2 separate regions of the Mus musculus genome follow, and region 2 is linked to region 1. A link is a contact called in public Hi-C data. All regions are on one chromosome and are shown on one strand. The core of a region is the stretch at or near the end of the contact, and the rest is flanking DNA. Distances in the headings are between cores, read along the strand shown. Region 1 has its middle 11 kb from the start of Gm30127. Region 2 overlaps Cdyl (chromodomain protein, Y chromosome-like).

Region 1 (7,538 bases), core at 2,784-5,283:
CCTCTTGAGAAAACGGGCCAGGAACACATTCATAAAACACTCCTAAATTTCTAGCTCTGAAGAAATAAAACATGACATTTAAACTGTTGTTAAGTCACTACATTTCAGGTCATTTGTTAATACTCATAGATTGCTAAGCCCTAGCTAGCTTCTTTAAAACAAAACAAAACAAAACAAAACAAAACAAAGCACCTCTGGATCAGACTGGCCTATGAGCATGTCTATGGGAATTGTCTTTATTGTCAATTGATGCAGGAGGGTTCAGCCCACTGTGGGCATCATCATTCCCTGAGGGGGTGGTCATGAGCTACATAGAAAAGCTAACTAAGCATGAGCCCGAGCAAGCCAGTGTTGCAGAATTACTTGATCACACTGTTAACCCCAACGTTGTGTTATTTACTGAAACAAATCTATTTCTAGTTGGGGTGTGCCTTAGCCCTTAGAACAAACCTTTAATCCTAAAAAATGAAGGTAAAGTTAGTTTGTAGAAGGAGGCACCCATGTTTGAAGGTGATGTTTAATTGAGTGGCAGACAAAGTGATGAATCAGAGAAAGATTTGACAGAATAGGATATGCCCAACTCTCATGAAAAGAGAGAGGAAGGAGGAGCCACTTAAGAGAACAGTGCAGAGGAAAAAAAGAGAGGAGGCAGTTCTATCTGGACAGTTGTGCAGATAGAGAATAAGCTAGACACAGGTGAAGAAAGAACACGTCAGCCAATGAGAAGGAGCCAGAAGATTAGACGATAAGTTAGTATGAGGCCAAGCAGAGCAATTTGGGAGAAGCTGAGAGAGAGAAGCCAGGTTGAATCAGCCAGCTAGCAGAGGAATTTGAGCCAGAATAGCTGAGTTGAACGAGGTAGCCAGAATTCAGAATGAACAAGAAAGGGTGAGCTTATTCAGCAGTAAATCTCAGAGGCTGAAAGAATTCTAGGCCTAGATTAGATTCTAAAAGGCTGAATTAGCAGACTGGGGTAGTAAGCCTCAAGGACAACAATTACATCAGGCCAATAAATGTTACCATTACAAGCCAACAAAGTGGGGTCATCCCATTCTACTAAGCTTCCTGCCTTGAGTTCCTTCTCTGAGTTCCCTTCAACGGCAGACTGTGACCTGGAAGTCTAAGCCAAACAAATCCTTTCTTCCTACGTTGATTTTCATCAGGGTGTTTTTATCACAGCAACAGGAAGGAAACCAGAGCAAAAAGGCACTGTGAGACGGGAAATGGATGTTTTGAGGAAGAAAGAGGGTGATTGAATCCATGTGCCAAGAAACAGAAAGAGGGCTACGTGGGTTGAAACAAAGGGGATGGAAGAGAAGGAAGGAAATACAAATCATATAAAAATGCCATAATGAAACCCACTACTGTGTAGGCTAGTGAATAATAAAAAACAAATCTAGAAAGACAGGAAGGGTCTAGAAAGAGGTGTATAGGGGATGGAAAGAGACTGGTCATTATTAAGTCTATGTACACGCTGCTCAACCTCTCCTGCAGATGCAAATACATTTAATGAGGAAATAAAATTAAAAAGTAAACGTAGAACCAGCCAACACATGCTTCAGTAGTTCTAGTTTCATCTCCTTTGCTGGAAAAAAAACAAAATAAAACACCCCAACCAAAACCAACTTGAGGAAGGGAAGGTTCACTCAGCATTCAGCTCCAAACATCGTCAATTAAGGGGAAGTCAAGGCAGGAACTCAAGCAGCCAGTCGCATTACATCTCTAGTCAAGAGCAAAGAGTGATGCACACATCCTTGCTTGCTTGCACCCAGGCTGCATCTTTCTCTATTATACTGTTCAGGGGCCAGCACATGAAGTGATGCAATCCACATGGTCTTCCATCCAACCTCCCTGAAGGCAGGAAAGGCAATCCCATCCTGCAAGTATGCCCACATGTCAGTCTGATCCACTGTGCTGCAGTTCCTCACTCAGGCTCTCTTGAAAAGTGATTCTAGGTTGCAGCCAGTTATTTAAAAACTAGCTATCATCATAGGTAAAGGAGTAGACAAACCACAGTGCATATGACAATAGAGTATTGCTTGACAGTGAAGATGGATGAGCTACTGGGTAGCTGGATAATATAGCGTGACCCTATCTCTAAAAAGAAGGAGGAAAAGAGGGGCAAGAAGGGGTAAGAGAGGAGAAAGAAGAGAGAGCAAAGAAAAGGAAAATAGAGAGGAGAGAAGGGGAGATGAGGGGAGGAAAGAGGAGAGGAAGGAAACATGTGGGGGTGGGAGGAAGAAGGTAAGGCATGATGGTTTGTATATTCTTGGCCCAAGCATTATTAGGAGGCATGGCCTTGTTGGAGTAGGTGTGTCACTGTGGGCATGGGCTTTAACACCCTTGTCCTAGCTACCTGGAAGTCAGTCTTCTCTTAGAGGCCTGAAGATTAAGATGTACACCTCTCAGCTCCTCTTGTACCATGTCTGCTTTGTCACTGCCATGCTCCTGCCTTGATAATAGACTGAACCTCTAAACCTATAAGTCAGCCCCAATTAAATGTTGTCCCTTAAAAGAGTTGCCTTGGTCATGGTGTCTGTTCATAGCAGTAAAACCCTAACTAAGACAGAAGGGCAAAGAAAAGACAGCGAAAGGAAAGGTACTATCAAGCCAAGGGAAACCCACGTGGAGACCTAAATGCATAATATGACATGGGAGGAGCCAGAGTGAGAAGCTGCCTCACTGTATGGCTCCTCCAACCCTTAAGAAGAGGCAAAATCATGGAAGCATCAAAAAGGATCAGCAGTTCCCAAGAGCTGGTCAAGAAGAATATGAATGCACGGAGATATACTGAGCAGGAAGCTCCTGTGTGATGCTCATGCCAGACACACACAGAATCCAGTGATGCGATGCTAACACTGTGCAAGAGCAGCATCAATGGGTGACAGGGTACTGACAAAGGACATGTGAGGTGGCCGGGTGGTGGGGGGACAGGGTAAGGGTGGGAACTTGCTTCTTGCCACTCAATTTTTCTATAAACATAAAAATAAAACCTGTCATCTGGCCCTAGGCTACCTGTCTTTCCTCAGAGGTTTTGGGGGTTATGAGTGTGAAGGGCTGGTTGGTCGCAACACAGTACTTAATTATCAGATGGTTGGAAGGGTTGAAAGGAACTTATGTGCTGAATCATGCAGCCTTCAGGAAGCTCTGTTCAGGGTCATTCTGTAGATAATGTCAGGCGCCTGTTCTTAGAGACACTCTCCAGATAAGATCAGGGAAAGAAGAGAGAGTCCCCCTGAGAAAGGGCATGGTGGACTTCAACATTAATAGCAAGGTCCTCCAACAGAGGAGAACTCTCAGTTTGAGGCTAGACTAGGCTACCGAGCAAGACCTTGTATCCAAGATAGATAGATAGATAGATAGATAGATAGATAGATAGATAGATAGATAATCAAATGAAAGGTACTACATAATGGTGTATGATAAAGACAGTGTATGAACTAACCAAAAACCAGGAATCATTTCGTAGCTAGTTTTGAAATAACTACTTGGGGAAATTCAACTCTAAACCTCAAATTTGGCTGCAGGTAGATTAGAGTTCCTAATGTAAAAATTGGAACCCCAAAGTACCAGAAGACAGCAAAGGAGAGAAAAAGACATCTTAGGCTGCATAGAATCCAGGGTTCCTGTAAGACAAAATGGACCACAAACAACTCCAAGACAATCAACAATGACACTAGAGCTTTGATGAGCCTTCTCTGGGGGCACTATGACCCCTCTGTGAAACATTTTCCTTTTCTGTAGTGCTAGGGCTCAAACCCAGGGCCTCCAGCATGCTGAACTGCTGAGCTGCACCCCAGGCCCATCAACATCTGTCGATCAAACAGTTTGAACCAACAACTCAACTGCAGCAGCTGAGTGTACGCAGCCACCAGCACTTCCCCCGAAGCACTCTTTGTGCTAAGAAAAGAGCAGACAGGATCTCAGTTGTAGAGCAGTCCTTTCAGACCCTGGGGTCAATCTTCACCTGCTTGTATGAACAATCCCCAGGACATGCACGAGGTTGTGTTTGTTACTTCCCTCTTTGCTGTGATGAAATACGGGGCAAGAGCAATCTCACAGAGGAATGGTTTGAGTGTGAGGAGACACTGCCCATCACAGTGAGGCAGGCATGGCAGTGGGAATTGGAGATGAGTGGGCACATCCTATCCAGTCAGGAAGCTGACAAAGATGAGTGCTAAGTGTCCAGGTTCCCTCCCCCTTTTTTTTTTTCATTCCACAACCCCAGCTGTGCTGGCTACTTTTATGTCAATTCAACAGAAGCTAGAGTCATTTTTGGAAGAGGGAACCTCAATTGAGAAAATGGCTCGACCAGATTGGCCTGTGGGGCAAGTCTGTGGTGCATTTTCTTGACTGAAGATTGATGTGAGAAGGTCCAGTTCACTGTGGGTGATACCATCACTGGACTGGCGATCCTAGGTGCTGTAAGAAAGCAGGCTGAGCAAGTCAGGAAGAGCAAGCCAGTAAGCAGAGTTCTTCCATGGCTTCTGCTTCAGTTCCTGCCTCCAGGTTCCCGCCCTGACACCCCCTCCCCCCATCAATGGACCGTTACCTGGAAGTTTAAGATAAACCCTTTCCTACCCAAGTTGGTTTTGGTCATGATCTTTATCACAGCAACAGAAACCCTAAGGCCCTAGCCCACAGGATACCATCAACATACAAACTGGCTCTTCTCAGTTTAATTTCTGCAGAAACCCCTCCCTAAGGTAGGCCCAGTTTGTATCAAAGATAATTCTAAATTCCATCTAACTGTCAATTAAATCTAACTATCATAGAGGTTAACAAGAAAATAAAAGGTGTCAAGTGTGATGGCACATGATCTTAATCTCAGCACTTGGGAGACAGAGGCAGGCAGATCTCTGAGTTCAAGGCCACCCTGACCTACTGAGCAACAGCTAGAGCTACATAGAGAGACCCTGTCTCAAAAGACAAAACAAAACAAAACAAAACAACCAAGTAAGAAAGCCAGAAAATTAAATGTTCAGAACTGTGTGAACAGCAAGATACTGCTGCAGTAAGAGAAAGGGGTGTTTGTTACCTCTGCTGAGGTCACTGCAGCCCCTGGAGCGAGAGAGAAAGACTGCAAGGTCTTGCTTGCTTTTCAACATTTATCCTTCTTATTGTTAGGGTCAAGGAATCACCTCACAAACCATACGAACACCGACCTCAGTCAGATAGGGAGAGTTTATTGAGCACACACCTCAGGACTGGTCGACCAGGGCCATGGCCCAGATTCAGGAAATGAACCATGATATTGAGTTAAGATTCTACAGGATTTTTGAACCCCAAATCCACAAACATCTGTGCCACGTTATTTCACCAACCAGGAAATAACTGATTGGTTAGATTAGGGATAGGGGATTTCCTTAGGAACTTGTCTTTGATGTACATTTATCCTGTTTCCATTGGTGTTGGGGCATTCCAGCTGTGGCAGGGGACTTACCTTGTCAAATAATTATGTTCTACCTCATCTACCAAGATGAGACTTGTCTAACGTTCGTGTCTTAACTTGCCAACCAGGATGTCAGTTACCCATGTACATGTCTCTTTCTGCCAAGTAGGATGTCAGTTCCTGGGGAGGTCGTGGGAGCTTAAACTTTACTCGACCATTATTCAACATGGAAGGCTCATTTTAAATAGTTTCTTAAAGCTCTTATCTCGGGGTCGATCCTAGGGGCAGCTTATACCATGAAAGCTTATACACAGGAACAGGAAGTGCTGTTGGGTGGTTGGTTTTGGTCCAAGCAACTTTACATACATCAATGGAGCAGGGATTTAGGGCTTGCTCTGGTCCGGGCTCTCTAGAGTCACAGAACGTTTGGAATGTCTCTATATCTTAGGGGAATTTATTGTAATGACTTGCAGTCTGAAGTCCAACTAACCCGACAAGGGGCAGCCGTGAATGTGAGATCTAAAAGTCTAGTAGTTGTTAATCCCACGAGGCTAGGTGTTTCAGCTGGTCTTCTGTATGCACTGGAATCCTGAAGAAGTGGGTTCCAGATGTGCTGGCAAGTAAGTGCAAGCAGGTGAAGAAAAGCAAGTCTTCTTTCTTCCGTCGTCTTTATGTCGTCCTTCTGCCTCCAGCAGAAGACATGGCCCAGATTAAAGGTGTGTACCACCTTGCCCGGACCTAAGCCATTCTTTACTTGGAACTTGCTCTGTCCCAGGCTGCCGTTGAACTCAGAGATCTGCTTGCTTTTTTCTTCTGGGATTAAAGGTTTGTACCACCACACTTGGGCCTAAGTTTTTCATGGCCACTATACCTCAACATCCAGGCCAAAATTGTGTGTCATTCCATGTCAATATCTGGATCAAAAGTCTGTGTCTTCCAGCCTCACGATTTGGATCACAGGTGTGTCCTCCATTTCTGGATTGTAGTTCATTCCAGATGTGGTCAAGTGGACAACTGGGAATAGCTACTACAGGGCTGAAAAATAAACAAGTCATTGATCAAGTGGGGGGGGAGGGGTTTGACAATCAAATGTCTAGAAGGGGAAAGGTAGCCACCGGAGACAAGGTGGGGTCCTCTATGGAGTTCACAGGGTTTCTACAGTTCCCTAGGGATGCCAGAGGACAGCCTGGGCTCAAAATGAGAGGGGTGAAGCAGGGAGCAAGGGAGCAAGGGAGATGGGGGAGAGAGACTAAGCTCTCTCTGGGTGTTGGTGAGTGATGGATATACACTCCCTCCAGGCCAGTTCTCTGGCAAGTGGCTGTGGTCTTGAGGGGTGGCTGAACATGGGGGGCAACGAGTGTTAAGACCGTGGTCTATCCTGTTCCTGCCAATGTGGATCCGTTCCGTTGTGGAGAGCAGGCAAAATGGCAAACGACGCAGCATCTGAAGAGGCGTGATGGTAGCCTTGAGGACAGCACTTGGCGACTGAGTCTGACTTGAACTGGCTGCTTTTTCTTTATTGCAACGATGGCAGATGGATGAGCTCAGAGCATTCTAACACAAGCGTGAGCGTTGACTGATATTTTCTTGGAAAACAACCCATGTGAGCCTCTGACTTGGATGAGAGTGACCGGAAAATGTGTTGCCGATGTGAAAAATCTAAACTTTAGGGGGAAGTGGTAATTGGGAAATACTTTGTGCAACACAGTTTGACAGCTTCCTGACTTTACAGTGTTCACCCTGACATCAGCAGGAAAGCAAATGTGAAATGTGTACTGTAATGGTTAGGCGTCAACATTTGAAAGGTCGCGGTTTTTCAGTGAACCCTGTTTCCTGAATGATGGATGAATGGTAGTGCAGCATCGAGCCTGGTCAGTGCAAAATAAACCAGTTGTAACTGAGTGTGAAAACCCCAGAAGGTTTCAGATTCCACACTGTAACTGCCTTAAAGAGACTGCATCCCTGTGCGCCCACATCTGGAAAAATCAACATTTCAAGGGTGGGGGGATAGGCAGTCAAGAACTTGAAGCCTTCTTAATGGAGCCACGGGTGTATGGGGTGGGGCGTATTAAGTGCTGAGACCCGGTAATTTACAAAGAAATAATCCTCCGGATTCTGGTTTGAATATTTTGCCTTAATGGGTGTT
Region 2 (7,538 bases), core at 3,104-5,603, 220 kb after region 1:
CACAAACACTTGGTTTATTTATTTCATGTCCCTTTAGAAAAAAAAAAAAAGATGTATTTATTTACTTTATGCATATGAGTACACCACCATTGCTCTCTTCAGACACACCAGAAGAGGGCATCAGACCCCATTACAGATGATTGTGAGCCACCATGTGGTTGCTGGGAATTGGACCTCTGGAAGAACAGTCGGTACTCTTAACTGCTGAGCCATCTCTCTAGCCCTTGTATCACTCTTAGCCTCAAGGTGTGTCCCCAGACCACCACCAGCCCAGCAGCAACAGAAGCACCTTTGAACTTGTTAGAAGAGTACATTCTCTAGACCAAAACTTTAGTTCCATAATAAAATACTTGCCTAGTATGTGCAGGGTCATGGGTTCAATTCCCAAATCCTCTTACCAAAAGAAAAGTATAAAAGCACTTAGATAACAATCTATTCAGCTAAGTAAAGCCCATTGAGTGATTCTAATGCATGCTAATGTTTGAGAGGCAATGGTTTAGATGAACAGTGTGTGTGTGTGTGTGTGTGTGTGTGTGTGTGTGTGTGTGTGTGTGTGTATTTTATTTTGGTATTGGTTTTGAGACAGGAACTTACTATGTAGACCTGTCTGGCCTCAAACTCATAGAGATCCATCTGCCTCTGCTTCCTGAGTGCTGGGACGAACAATAAGAGCCACCACACCTGGTTATATAATATATTTTTACATATTAAACTACATCAAATTTTTTGAAAACTAGTATTTGAAAAGATCAGTACAATGTGCAAAATTAGGTGGTCAGTTATGTATGAATTGTATTGCTTTCAAATCATTTTTTTAAAAAAAAAAGGTAATGGAGCGATCCTTTTAATTAAAGTATTTTGCCAGTGGGGTGGTGTAAGTCTTTAGTCCCGGCACTCAGGTGGCAGAGGCAGGCAGATCTCTATTAGTTAGAGGGCAGCTTGTTCTACATAGAGAACTCCAGGCCAGACAGAGCTATATAGTGAAACCTTGTCTCAATACATTTCTTTCTTTCTTTTCTTTTTTTTTTTTTTTAGTATAGAATAGAGTTTATTCAGGGCATGGGGTGGGGAGTTAAAAGGGTAGTAGAGGCAGAGAGAGAGAGAGAGAGAGAGAGAGAGAGAGAGAGAGAGAGAGAGAGAGAGAGAGGCATGTGGAGAGAGAGGGGGTTGGGGAGAGAAGGGAGGGAAGAGCAAGGGAGCAAGTCTTCCTCAGTCACTCTGCACCTTGTTTTCTATTTTATTTGTTTGTTGTTTGTTTATTCAAGGCATGCTCTCTTCTTGAACATGGAGTTCATTTTTAGCTGGACTGGCTATCCAGTGGGCATCCAGGACATCCTCCTGTAGCCTCCATCCCTCACTGCCCTCCCAAGCACTGGGAGTACAGATGTCATCCCTGCCATCCCTGGCTCTTTACATGGTCCTGGGAATCCAAACTCCAATCTTCATGTTTGCACACAATTTTTTTTTATACCAGCTGAGCCATTTCCCCAGCCCCAATTTTATAGCACATTATTTTAACCCTTTTCTTCCAGATAATCTAACAAGTTAAACCAAAAGGATAAAATTTAATTTGGTCAGTGGGAATATTAGAAAAAAGGGAAGACAGAGAGGTGGGAAAAAGGAAGAAAAGAACACAAACAAAAGCCGTGGCCCTGTACTGGGAACTGTTCTAAAATCCTTACAAATATGAAGCTCTTTAATTCAACAAACACCTAATAAAATGATAGCTAACATTTACAGAAATCTCTAAGCAAGCACATTCATCCAGCAAAGCATCTTTAGGGATATGTACTGCTACTGACTATATGCCAGTTGGTAAGGAAAGTTCAATTCATGTCCTGGTCCATGCAACTTGAAGGTCTGAGAGCTGAGTCACAAAGTCATTCACTCGTTCCGTAAAAGTTTATTGACCCCTTGTGAGCAGGCATCTTGCTAATCAAAATTAAACATGAGCACATGTACATGCACACATACACCACACACACACACACACACACACACACACACACACACCCCTTCCTGCTTCCACGCAGCTAATAATTTGTTGGGATAAACAGACGCTAAACTGTCAGGGAAAGATCACTCTTGCTCACCAATCAAGGAAAATGGTAGGAAGTTGTGAGCCTGAGCTACCTAACAGGGCTGAGTTCTGTCACTTTCCTAAAGGCAAGAGCTCACCACACTGTGTGCAAGTACTCAGGAGCCAGCAGAGACAAATCACTGAGTCCATAAGTAGTTCCGTACCTCCAAACAAAATCCCAAGAAAATGAAACACCTTTACTTCCGTACAATTGTTGTGGTAGTTTTTCTAATACTTGATGTACTGAAGCTGGTGAGATGGCTCCGTGGAGAAAGAATTTGCTTCTTAAGCTTGATGACGTAAGCTCAGTCCCTAAAACCCATGGCAGAAGAGGAGAGGGGACTGCAAGTTGTCTCCTGACCTCCGTGTGTGCACTGTGGCATGTGCACACTTGTACTTGCTCTCATCACACACACACACACACACACACACACACACACACACCACTGCATCAAATAAAAGGAAAAGGAAACGAACTACCGGACTTGCAAAAGGACATAAAGACATCACACGGTCTATGACCAACTCCTTAGCTTAAGAAGAAGAATATTCTCTATTCATGCAGTACTTGGAAGACTTTTAAATAACTAGTGGAAAGTAGGAAGCATCTCATATGTATTCAGTCTTTAGGGCATATTTACTTGGTTATGTTTTTTTTTAATAAACATTTCAGTTTTTCTCCTTTATTTTGTTTTGTTTCTTTGAGACAGTGTCTTTCTACTCAGCCCTTGCTGTTATGGAACTCACTCTGCTGACCACGCTGGCCTTAGATTCCTAGAGACCCCCATGCCTCTGCCTCCCAAGTGCTGGGGTTAAAAGCATGAGCCTTTTACCTGGCTTATAAACTTTTCTCATTTTAACACAGTCCCCACATCCTCTGTACCCAAGTTCCCTGGGATCAATGTCTTCTGTTACTCTGTTATATTTGTCACTACTAATGAAGCCAGACTGATACTTTTTTGTGTACGTGGTGATACAGATTCACCTCAAGGATACCTAGCTACTAGGTGTCTGCTCTGCTTGGGCAAACCCTCCTGGCCCATCACATTAACCAAAGTCTGTACTTCATTTAGAGACCCTTAACGTTTACCTAATTCCCCTTCATATGCCAGCATGTCAAGCAGGTACCTTCTGCCTTCTTTGAGTGATCTTGGCCATGACAATTTCTTGACAATTTAATGACCTTGACAGGTTTGAAGGATATTTCTCATTCTGGTTCAAGGCCATTTGCAGAATGCCCTATGATGGAATGTGTCTAATGATGGACTCCTTGTTAGGGAAAGTGGCTGTGGGGGTAAGGTGCCTCTCTTATCACATCTCATCCGGTTCAGGGTACATTCACCCAATTTTACGTGTTCATGATGATCATCACTTGACTGTAGCTCTCCTTTCCTTGTTCCGTGCTGTACCCTTTGGAAGCGAATCAATATATGTAGCCCTCCCTTGAGGAGGAGGACATTTAGAAAAGTATTTGGAATTCATGTGAATAAGAATTTGCCTCGCCTCTACTTAATGCATTAATCATTCATTTCCATTAGCCCAGCCTCCTGGATGCTGGTTATATACTTTGGATTGTAACCCATACTGCTTTATCTCTGGACAGCAGGAGGTTTCTGGTGGCTCCTTTGACTCACTCTCACCAGGCACAGGGTGTGTGTGTTTTGAGCATTTCCATTCTTTCTGGCACTATAAGATGTTCCAAGATCATCTTGCATATTTTCCTGGAATCAGCCATTTCCACAGGGAGCTCTGACTCCTTTCACTAGAGAAGCATACTGAGAAGAAACATCTGGGTGCTGAGTGTGCTCAACTGCTGGTTGGGTTTTAGGTTATACCTAAACCGATGAGAGAAAAGAATAACTTGAATTCAGAGGGCAGAGGAGATGCTTCAAGTTTCGGAGAAGACCTGATATAAAGACTCAGATGTGAAACAAGACACCTCTGAGACTCTGTAAGAAGCTGGCATGCAGAATGTAGGAAGAGGGACTTAAGATGGAGTGAAGAAGCAGACGAGGCTAGAGGTCATAGCAATGTCCTGATCTCTTAAACAATAATCTGCTAACTATTACTTTTAAAAAGATTTATTTGCATGTATTTCTCTATATATCTATCTGTGAGTATATGCCATTCACGTATGGGTTCCCAGAAAGACCAGAAGATGGTGCTAGATTTTGTAGAGCTGGAGTTTTAGGCAGTTGTGAACTGTCTGACGTGGGTGCATGGAATGGAACTCGGCCTCCTTAAAGAGTATCAAGTGCTTTTATCTGTAGCCCTTATCTGTATTCTTAAGAGGTTTGGCTTTTACAGGATACAGTGACTCATACTAGCAATGCCAGCAAATGGGAGGGAGAGACAGAGCTGCAGTTTAGTCATCTTTGTCACTTATTGAGTTTGATGCTAGCCTAACACTTTGTCTCAACAAACAGGACCGGATGTAGGGGTTCATATCTTTAATCCAAGGACACACAGTGAAATGAGATAAGTAGAACTTATCTGTAGTTAAAGGTCAGCTTGGTCTACGTAGAGAGTTCTAGGCCAACCTGTGAGTAAGATCCTGTTTCAAACAAACAAACAAACAAAAAAACAAAAAAAAAAAACCCTACTAACTAAACATTAGCTTAAATTTAAGATACAGAATCAGCCTGTAGACCCATCAATAATGTAATGTTTAAAAAATAGTGGCATAGCAACTCTACTCCTCCCAAGCCCCATGCTGGCCAACTCCCCTGAAAGTATACCCAACAGTGGTAAACTCCACCCCATACCCTATGCTTCATTTCCTGCCCCACAACTCTGCCTGCTTCCTTGGAGGCTGGAAGGCATCAATGACACAAGGTAAGTACCCTCCCCACCCTCCTGCTACCCACCAACTTCTCTGAAAGCATACCCAGCATAGACAAACTGTATCCTACCCCCTAGACTCCATTTTCCAGCCCACAACTCTATCTGCTTTCCTGGAGACCCTCTGGCACTAGGGAATAGGGACCTCAGAGGCAAGGTGAGCACCCAAATCCTACAGGCCAGGTAGGCCACAAAAACCCCAGGGGGGGGGGTACCCTACTAGACCTGAAGACTCGCTATTCACCAGAAACCCAGGCCACTCAGGCCAAAAGACAGAGGGGAAAGAGAAACAAAGGGAAAAAACCATCCAAAACCCACTCCTCCAACAAAGATATGCTCAGAAACCAGCATCTAAACCTAGAATAAGCCAAACAAACAAACAAAAGAAAGCAAAACAAAACAAAACCCAGCCAGGGCAACATGGCACCACTGGAGCCCAGCTGTCCTACTACAGCAAGTCCAGGATATTCTAACACAGCTAAATTACAAGAAAGTGACCTTAAATCCAACATTATAAAGATTACAGAGGCCTTTAAAGAAAAAATTAAATAAATCCCTTAAAGAAATACAGGAAAATACAAAAAGGTGAAGGAAGTAAATAAAACTATTTAAGACCTGAAAATGGAAATAGAAATAATAAAGAAAACACAAGCTGAGGAAGTCCTGGAGATGGAAAACCTAGGAAAGAGAACAGTCTACAGACACAAGCATCACAAAAGGACAGGAGAGATGGAAGAGAGAATCTCACATGTAGAAGATACAATAGAAGTTGATACATCAGTCAAAGATAATGTTAAGTCTAAAATGTTCCAGACACAAAACATACAAGAAATATGGAACACTGTGAAGAGATCAAAGCTAAAAATAGTAGGAATAGAAAAAGATTCCCAGGTCAAAGATTTAGAAAATATTTTCACCAAAATCATAGAAGAAAAATTCCCTAAAGAAAGGGATGCCTAGAAACATACAAGAAGCTTACAGAAGACCAAACAGATCTTCTGTACCAGAAAAGAAAAATCCTCCTGCCATATAATAATCAGAATACTAACTATACAAAACATAGAAAGAATATTAAAAGCTACAAGGGAAAAAGGCCAAGTGACACATAAAGTCAGACTTATTAAAATGACATCGAACTTTTAGAGACTCAACAGAGACTTTAAAAGCCAGAAGAGGCTGGGCAGATGTCTTGTAGTCTCTAAGACTATATACAGCAATATACTTTCAATCACTGTAGAGAAAGACAACAATATTTTCCATGAGAAAAATCAAATTTAATCAGTTTATCCACAAATCCAGCCCAACAGAAGATGCTAGAAGGAAAATTCCAACACAAAAGACATTAACTATTCTCAAGAAAACACAGGAAATAATTCCACACCAGCAAAGACAAGACACACACACACACACACACACACACACAAAACCACCACCACCATAATCAAAATTACAGAAAATAACAATAATTGGTCTTTAATATCTCTCAACATCAATGGACTTAATTCCCCAATAAAAAGACACAGGCTCTCAGAATGGATGTGAAGATAAGATCCACCACTCTTCTACATACAAGAATCACACGTCAGCATCAAAGATAGAGTGGCCTCAGTGCAAAGGGCTGGGAAAAGATTTTACAAGCAAGTTAACCCCAAGAAGCAAGCTGGAGTAGGCATTATAATATCTAATAAAATAGACTTTCAAATAAAAGTAATCAAAGAGATGGGGAAGGATACTTCATATTCATCAAAAGAAAAATCCATCAAGATGATGTCTAAATTCTGAAATCTATGTCTCAAGTGCAAGTGCACTCATATTCATAAAAGCAGCATTACTAAAACTTAAATCACACATAGAACCCCACACATTAATTATGGGAGACTTCAACACCTCACTCTCACCATTTGAAAGGTCATCAAGACAGAAGCTAAACAGAGAAATAATGAAACTAACTGATATTATGAATCAAATGGACCTAAGAGATGTCTACAGAGCATTTCACTCAAACAGAAAGAAAAAACAAAACTATACAATGGAAAAAAGAAAGCATCTTCAGTAAATGGTGCTGGTCTAACTAGATGTCTGAATGTAGAAGAATAGAAATAGATCCACATCTATCACTCAAGTCCAAGTGGATCAAACACTTCAGCATAAAACCAGATATAATAAATCTGATTGAAAAGAAAGTGGGGAGTAGCCTTGAATGCACTGGCACAGAGACAGAACAGTCCTGGACAGAACACCAATAGCTCTTAGTGCCTACTAAGATCAACAATTAATAAATGGGATCTCATAAAACCAAAAAGCTTCTGTAAGACAAAGGACATCACCAAAAGGACAAAATGGCAGCCTACAGAATGAGAAAAGTTCTTCTCCAACCCTACATCTGACAGAGGGCTAATATCAAAATATATAAAGAACTCAACAAACTAGACATCAGTAAACCAAATAACCCAATTTTAAAAACAGGGTATAGATCTAAATAGAGAATGCTCAACAATGGAATATCTAGTGGCCGAGAAACACCTAATGAAAATTCCAACATCCTCAGTCATCAGAAAAATGTGAATCAAAATTACTCTGAGAGTCTATCTTACACTTGTCAGAATGGCTAAAATCA

Evidence for each region. A called contact is a pair of places that touch in the nucleus more often than the background predicts.
Region 2: a Hi-C map of the G1E-ER4 cell line shows a contact between it and region 1, with 2.3 times the contacts expected there. The contact joins two enhancer-like sites. A contact is called at or near these places in 20 of 484 Hi-C or Micro-C datasets (the G1E-ER4 cell line, the HPC-7 cell line, bone marrow-derived macrophages and 13 more) and 10 of 115 datasets of contacts at active chromatin or transcription factors (bone marrow-derived macrophages, cardiomyocytes, craniofacial prominence and 5 more).

What each region holds. Positions count from the first base shown.
Region 1 is chr13:35,949,611-35,957,148 of GRCm38.p6, reverse strand. No RefSeq gene overlaps it. Among named protein-coding and RNA genes, the nearest start is that of Gm30127, 11 kb to the left of the region's middle. Within about 2 kb of position 4,033, at least 6 of the 459 cell types and tissues checked have an H3K27ac peak or open chromatin away from gene starts, as enhancers often do. A contact at or near this core is called in the G1E-ER4 cell line, where this site is marked.
Region 2 is chr13:35,729,241-35,736,778 of GRCm38.p6, reverse strand. The region is part of intron 3 of Cdyl (chromodomain protein, Y chromosome-like); the gene reads right to left. Among named protein-coding and RNA genes, the nearest start is that of Cdyl, 73 kb to the right of the region's middle. Within about 2 kb of position 4,353, at least 7 of the 459 cell types and tissues checked have an H3K27ac peak or open chromatin away from gene starts, as enhancers often do. A contact at or near this core is called in the G1E-ER4 cell line, where this site is marked.